Linked DNA regions of Zea mays: region 1 is linked to region 2. The links are chromatin contacts, called in public Hi-C maps. All regions are on one chromosome and are shown on one strand. The core of a region is the stretch at or near the end of the contact, and the rest is flanking DNA. Distances in the headings are between cores, read along the strand shown. Region 1 holds the start of LOC100282582. Region 2 holds the start of LOC100192620 (putative cytochrome P450 superfamily protein).

Region 1 (3,088 bases), core at 63-2,562, 560 kb after region 2:
CGACGAGGATGTATGTCAGGCGCTGCTTCTTGGATTCCTGGAGCTGCTGAGCTTTCGGAGAAGCTGGGTAGTCCTTCGCCATGGATCCTGCAGTTCCAAGAACATAGTAAGGTGCCAACAGAATTTAATTTGATCTAATGGAGAAAGGCAGCCAACTCAGGAACATCTCAGAGTTCAGGGTAGATGGGTTAAACTGACAAATTTAGGCTACGCATTTTTTATTTGAGCAATTGAACTGAACACTGAAGATGAAGGCACATGGTTTGCACTGACAGATGAACTAATTTTACTGTGAGCAGTGAAAGGAATCTAAGAAAATATCAAAAATTGAAACTTAGTAAATCGTCATGTTTCAGCGGAGTCTCTGTTTCAGCGAGGTTTTTTTAGCACAATTAATGTACCGTTTGGTGAGATCAGAACTAACTAGTCTGAACACCGGCAGTAAATTTCTGTGGTTAGCTACTGACTTTATAACTTAAAACGAAATTCACTGGCAGTAGATTTGCTTGGTTTGATTTCTGAATAACACCTGAATTTATGTTTGCCCAAAAAAATTAAAGAGGCACCAAATTACCTACCTAACCCATAAAAACAAGTTCGAAGAAGCAGGCAGAGAAAAAAAAGATGGACGATAAGAACCTCAGATCGTGATAAATCTCCAAAAGGTTTTTGCTTTGCCCGAGAGGAGAAAACTCAGATCGTGATAAAGCACGCCTCAAATAAAAACCAGCAGACTTATGCTTCTTGCTGAAGGCAAGTATGTCCTTCTAGCATAAAGGGCAAAGCAGGCTAAACAGTAAAGATTCCCAGCAAAAGGCAAATCAGAAGCCACACGACAATGGCAGCTAAGCACCAGCCCATGCCCCATGAATCCGAAAAACTTAACGAAATGGGAAGCAGACCCCCATGAATGCCCCTAAGTCGGGAGCCGTTGCATTCCCAAATGGATCCATCCCCTCCGAGAAACAAAGCGCACGAAACGAAATCAGCGGGAGGAACCTGACCTGCGGACAAGAAGCCAGCTCAGGAAGGCAGAGCGCTGGAGGACGCCAAGACGAAGACGAAGGTGCAGAGTGCCTCCCCCCAAGCTCCAGAAGGGGGGAAAAGGCCGGAAGGGGACAGGAGAGTAGCACCACGGGTCCTGCCTATTTATGCGAGCTCTGCATTTCAGTAATGGTGAGGTTAGTGAGGCAGGCACTGATGAGCCAGAGGTGAGGGAGGGAGGGAGTGAAGTGGAGTAATGCCGAACACGCTCACATGTTGTCAGCGGCGCCCTAGCTAACCTTTCATAAATAAAGAAAGCGGGGGTGTTGAATGGAGGCCACACCCGGAAAGATGAGGCCGACATCAGAATAAAAATAGTGTGGCATTGGTGGGAAGGAAAAAGCGGGGAGCCACCGAGGGCGAGGCGAGACCACGACCTGTCCTTGCTCACGTGGTAATGGTGTGGAGACCCCAGCGAGCGCAGTGGATCCTGGGAGGAAGATGATTCCGAAGAAGAAATAGCCTTCGCTCCTCTGAATTAGGCCTCTTGCACGAATGTGAACGTTTCTGTCCTTGACTTCATGCATGAACCATGACGAGAAATGTGATCTAGATTTCTGACATATTGGTTTCTGAACAGAATTTCCGGACTATTGGTTTCTGAACAATCTTTTTGACATTTCAAAACCCTGCTCATTTTTTTTCTTGACAATGTCGCCCGCCAATAATCTTGTTGGCTAATTTAACCGACTACATTGGAAGGACCCAAGACAATTGTCGATGGCAGACAGAAAGCCTTAACACAATTCCAAGAATTAATCAATAAAAAACATGAGCTAACACAACGAAATTGACCACACGAGAACTGCAGTAAATCTTGGAATCACCCACCTTATAACACTATAACAGTGGATATATATATATACCCCAGTATTCCCCCTGTCGCCGTAGCAAATTCGCTGTGCCGTCTCTGACTGTCGCCCACTCTATCATTGATCTGGGCAGGGGCAGCTTTGCCCGCCCATGATGGTTGTTTGCAGTAGAAGCGGGGGGAAAAGACCAAAAGGCTCTCCTTTTGAGCTGTTGCCCTCTTTTATCTCCCCCGTCACGCACTGGCAGTCTGGCACAGGAGATGATTCACCCCGTTTGTTCTTTCGCCTTCATGGAGGAGTTGGAGGGTGGACAGGATTTGGTCAATGGCCAAAGGGCACCGCGGAGGGTTATGGGGGGGAGATATTGTAGGGCCTCCATTTGCTCCCAGCATTTTTTTTTGCTTTTCCTTTTGGCTTGAAAGATAGAAAACCTCATGTGGAAGGGGGTAAAATGCAGTTTTGTGATGGGCCGATGGCAAGCTGCCAAGCTCGGACAGTGTCGGTGCAATAAAATGCTGGGACCACACACCTTGACTGATGCAACCCTCCAATGGTTCATGTTCATGGTCATGGGCGTGTCCTACCTATTTGGCATGATATTTTGCAAAGGATGTTACTGGCAAATAATGAATGATATGCTTCCTTGAATCCCTGTCTATACACGCCTAATTCCTGGACTCAATTTTAGAAGGTGAGCCGCCCTAGACGTAGAAAGGTCTTCTTCTTAATACAATATCTGACACAGGGAGTTTTTTTACTCTAAATTTGGTTACATTTGAGATTGTTTAGCTAGTATGTTATCAAATATCTAATGATTGCATTCTTTTTACTTAGCATGTTATCAAATATCCAACCAGGTTTCAGCCTCTTCATCGTAGTCCGGTATATTTACTGCTAAAATGGTCAGTCTTTCTGAATTCAATTGTGTTTCTATAGTTCATCAAGAAAACAATTGTTTCTAGAAGAACTATAGTAGCAAAGCTGATAGACATTCAGAGGTGCATTATTTCACATTTGATGGCACAGTTAGAAAATCTGCAGAACACGGCAAGACATATCCTGGTGCTTTCTATGTAGACAATGTTTTTGAACCACGGTAGGAACACATATTCTCTTTATCATCGAAATAAGAACCACGGGAAAAAGGAAAGAAAAGAGAACGCCATGGATGGGATCTCCAGAAAAAGCGGGAAAAAGTGAACACACGCAATGGCGCATCACTCACCAGTTTT
Region 2 (3,344 bases), core at 649-3,148:
AGTGTCCTGCTTTGTGTTATCATCTTGGTGTCCTCTGTCAATTATTTTCTCAGGCGCCATCACTTCCCTTGTATGGCCAATGGTCTCGGTATCCTCCTTGATATCAGCTGTACCAATTCCTCCTTCTGTAGTAATACTTTGCAGCATGATCACTTCATGCTGACAGCTACTATCATCAGCCAACTTGAGATTATCCACATGGCCTCTTCCCTGGGCTGTAGTATCTGTCAGGACCACTTCCTTTGAACGGCTAAATGAATGAGCCAGGCTGGCATTCTCCTCTTCAAGCTGAGCAGTGCAAGTCAATGTATGCAGCTGTCTAGCACATACATCAACATCCTCCAGCTCTTTTAACGCTGCAACACTACCTCTGGACAGTTGCCTGCTAAGTTCACCGCTTATGGCCTTCTGAAGATCAATGAAGGCCGTAGACCAACCAAATTTCTCAGGGACATCAAAGTCAACCAGTGGCTTGAAGGTACCCGACAGTACAGCTACAAGTACACTGCAGATTAAGACGGTAACAGCCTCGATTCCATACAATGCTCGCATGAGCACTTTCCCTTTAGCAGAATGCCTAACCTTCATCAGGCAAAGGTTTCCAGAAAGCTCCTGTAGCGCTGCCAAGCAACTATCAAGCCTCGGAGACCTTTCACTTGCTCGCTCTATCCATTCCTTAAGCGACACCTCAGCTCTCCTGATCTGCTCCTGGGATGGCATGTCGCTCCCAGAGTCCAACACATTCAGGAGATATCGCACAAGCAGCTGCCCTTGATCCAACCGAGAGAGCTCCGAGCTCAGGGCAATGCAGATGTCCAGCAGCTTCACACTGCTGTTCAGGTAAATGTCCACCCACTTCTCATCCCAGTCTGATAAGGGCAACTCAAGCTCAGTAATCAGGGTGGCTATATTGGTGTGCAGCTCTGATAAGCACTCCACTGCGAGCTTCATCCATGATAGTGTGAACACCTCTGAGGTGGCCTCTGGCTTGACCTTCCTCAAGCTCGAGGCCAGGCCATCCTCATACGAAGTGAGCAGCTCAGTGAGCTTCGGTGACAGGCGGGCTCCTCTTGGGAGAATCATCCTGAAGGGATTCCCCATGGGAAAGAAGGACCTGTGACCGTCATGCGGACGACTCATCTCCTCTGCAATCAAAGCAAGGCCTCAGAATAGGAATTCACTGTCACAAGCACAACCAGATACATGGAAATCCTTATACTAGGAAATAACGTGAGTGTTATTTGGTATTGACAATAGACACTACACGTGATGGTAATAGGCTAATAGCACTCCGCAGAAAGCACACTGCCCACGCTTCCTATCTTTTCGGGAAGAATATTTCTCGATTCAATTCAGCGACAAGGCTTCACCCAAAAGCTACAACCCCAGAGTCATGCTCCCAGCGCACTGGACCGCACTACATCATCAAGCGCGGTACTCCTGGAAGTTGGTTACTACAGTGTTCCTGACGCACCGCGTCCGCGCTCATACCCTAAACGCACTAGACTAGCAAAAATTGGGGAATATCAGAAACGCCGCCTACAGCACATGACGATAGACACCATCAGAACCGCAGACTCCATAGGCGCAGAAATCGAACAAACTAGAAGCTACTGCGAACATACTGCCCACAGGCCACAGATTTCCCCCAAGGCCTCGACTTGACACCAGAAAATTGGTGAAAATCGACCCCAAGATCCCAGCAATCATCGGATCAAGAGTTAAATCGACAGCATGAGCGAAGGGATCACCATACCTCGATTCGGGGACGCGCGCGGACTCGAGTCGAGGTTGATGAAGAGGGGATTTGCGTGGCTGTGTGCGCTTGAAGGCTGAAGCCTTCTCCTTTCGGTGAGGGTGCGAGGGTGGATGGGGAAAGAAGAGGAAAAGCTATTAATGTGAACGGTGGAAAGTTCGAGACGGCTGTTGGGAGGAGATATTGAATTATTGATGGGGTTGGGTTGGGTTGGGTTGGGTTGGGCTTGGGCCCCGGTGGTACCGTGGTAGCAATCCGTTGGCCTTCGATTTATTCGCCGCGGGGCCACTGCTCAGTGCCCACTAGGATCGCCTTCTCGAAAACAAAACCAAAAAAAAACGAAGTTGGGCGGCGGCTGCCGGCTGGCCCTGGCCGGCTAGTTACCGTTTGGTCGGCGGTTGAGCGCGCTGCGGCGAGCAAGACATCTGGGTGACGTGTCCCCGCTTAATTTTTAATTTAAGGAGAGACCGGCATGTGTGTAGCTTAAAATTTAAGCCATTTTGTTTTCTTACTTACAACGAATGATTTAGTTCGATGGTTATTGACGTAGGACATATTCTGTTCTGCCCGAGTGGTATTGGATAGGTTCATGACACGATTTTCAACCTTCAATAACCATCAAATCAGTTGAGTCTCACTTTATCGGCGTTGATCTGGTCATGAATCACTAGGATTTGTTTCGCTCGGCGGTCTCTCTACGGTGGAGTGGACTGTCAGCGGCCTAGTGTCGAACGGTCCGCAACAAGACATCTCCAGACAACAAGGTGAAAAAGGCTATATTACTGGCTAGTCCTAGGGCAGAAAGTAAAGGAACAGAAGATATATTGATTGTTGATACTAAATTCATTAGATTAAGTACTAATAATGCTTGCATAAGTTGTAGGGAAACTACCCAAGATAGCCAAAAAGATTTGGAGTTTGGCTCAAAAGAGCCCAACTTACACTGATCTAGGTTGCACCGGACCGATTCAGTGGTGCATCGATCTAGGTCCGTGTGATCCAGTCATACTGCTCGATTTCAGGAATTTTAGTTATAAAATTCACCGGACCGATCCGGTGTGTATCAGCTGTGATAAGTTGTGATAAAGGACCGTTTGGGTTTGGTCCGTTGGGCACCCGAGTACCTCAGTCCCACTTTCTGGCGTTGGGTCGCTGGTTACGTTTGGATTCGGCTGAAGTTTTCCTTTTCACTAGTTGGGCTTGGGCCACGCCAAATCCTTTTCCAGACGACGGTGGTGGAGATGGTTTTTACGCCGAGCAGGCCTGTCCATCACCAGATAGGTAGCCTGGCCCGTGGAAAAAAAAACCCTAGCCACCGGTGAAGCCCCACCGTATAGAAATCAGATCTGGCACCGCATGTCGGTAGTACGTACGGCGTTATACGACGACGCATTTGTTTGGTTCGATGGTGAGATGGTCCATCACTATTATATATCTTCAGACCTTTCTCAAAGAAAAAGGAAATCTGGTCTCATGCGTTGGTTGCCAGGTGTACAACAAGTATTTCACAGTCAGCCTATATCCCCCCTGCTTCTGCTTGTGGCTGGCGTGGCCTCTGAACTTGATACAGCTTGACCACCACAACGCA

The links. A called contact is a pair of places that touch in the nucleus more often than the background predicts.
Region 1: a contact with region 2 is called in a Hi-C map of leaf mesophyll, with 5 times the contacts expected there. The contact joins the promoter of LOC100282582 here to the promoter of LOC100192620 in region 2. A contact is called at or near these places in 2 of 25 Hi-C or Micro-C datasets (ear and leaf mesophyll).

Annotation. Positions count from the first base shown.
Region 1 is chr1:229,905,655-229,908,742 of Zm-B73-REFERENCE-NAM-5.0, forward strand. LOC100282582 reads right to left here and starts at 1,313. Exons shown (of 6, transcript NM_001155490.2): 1 at 1,005-1,313; 2 at 1-87. The coding sequence starts at 82.
Region 2 is chr1:229,341,831-229,345,174 of Zm-B73-REFERENCE-NAM-5.0, forward strand. LOC100192620 (putative cytochrome P450 superfamily protein) reads right to left here and starts at 1,899. Exons shown (of 2, transcript NM_001137835.1): 1 at 1,757-1,899; 2 at 1-1,145. The coding sequence starts at 1,140.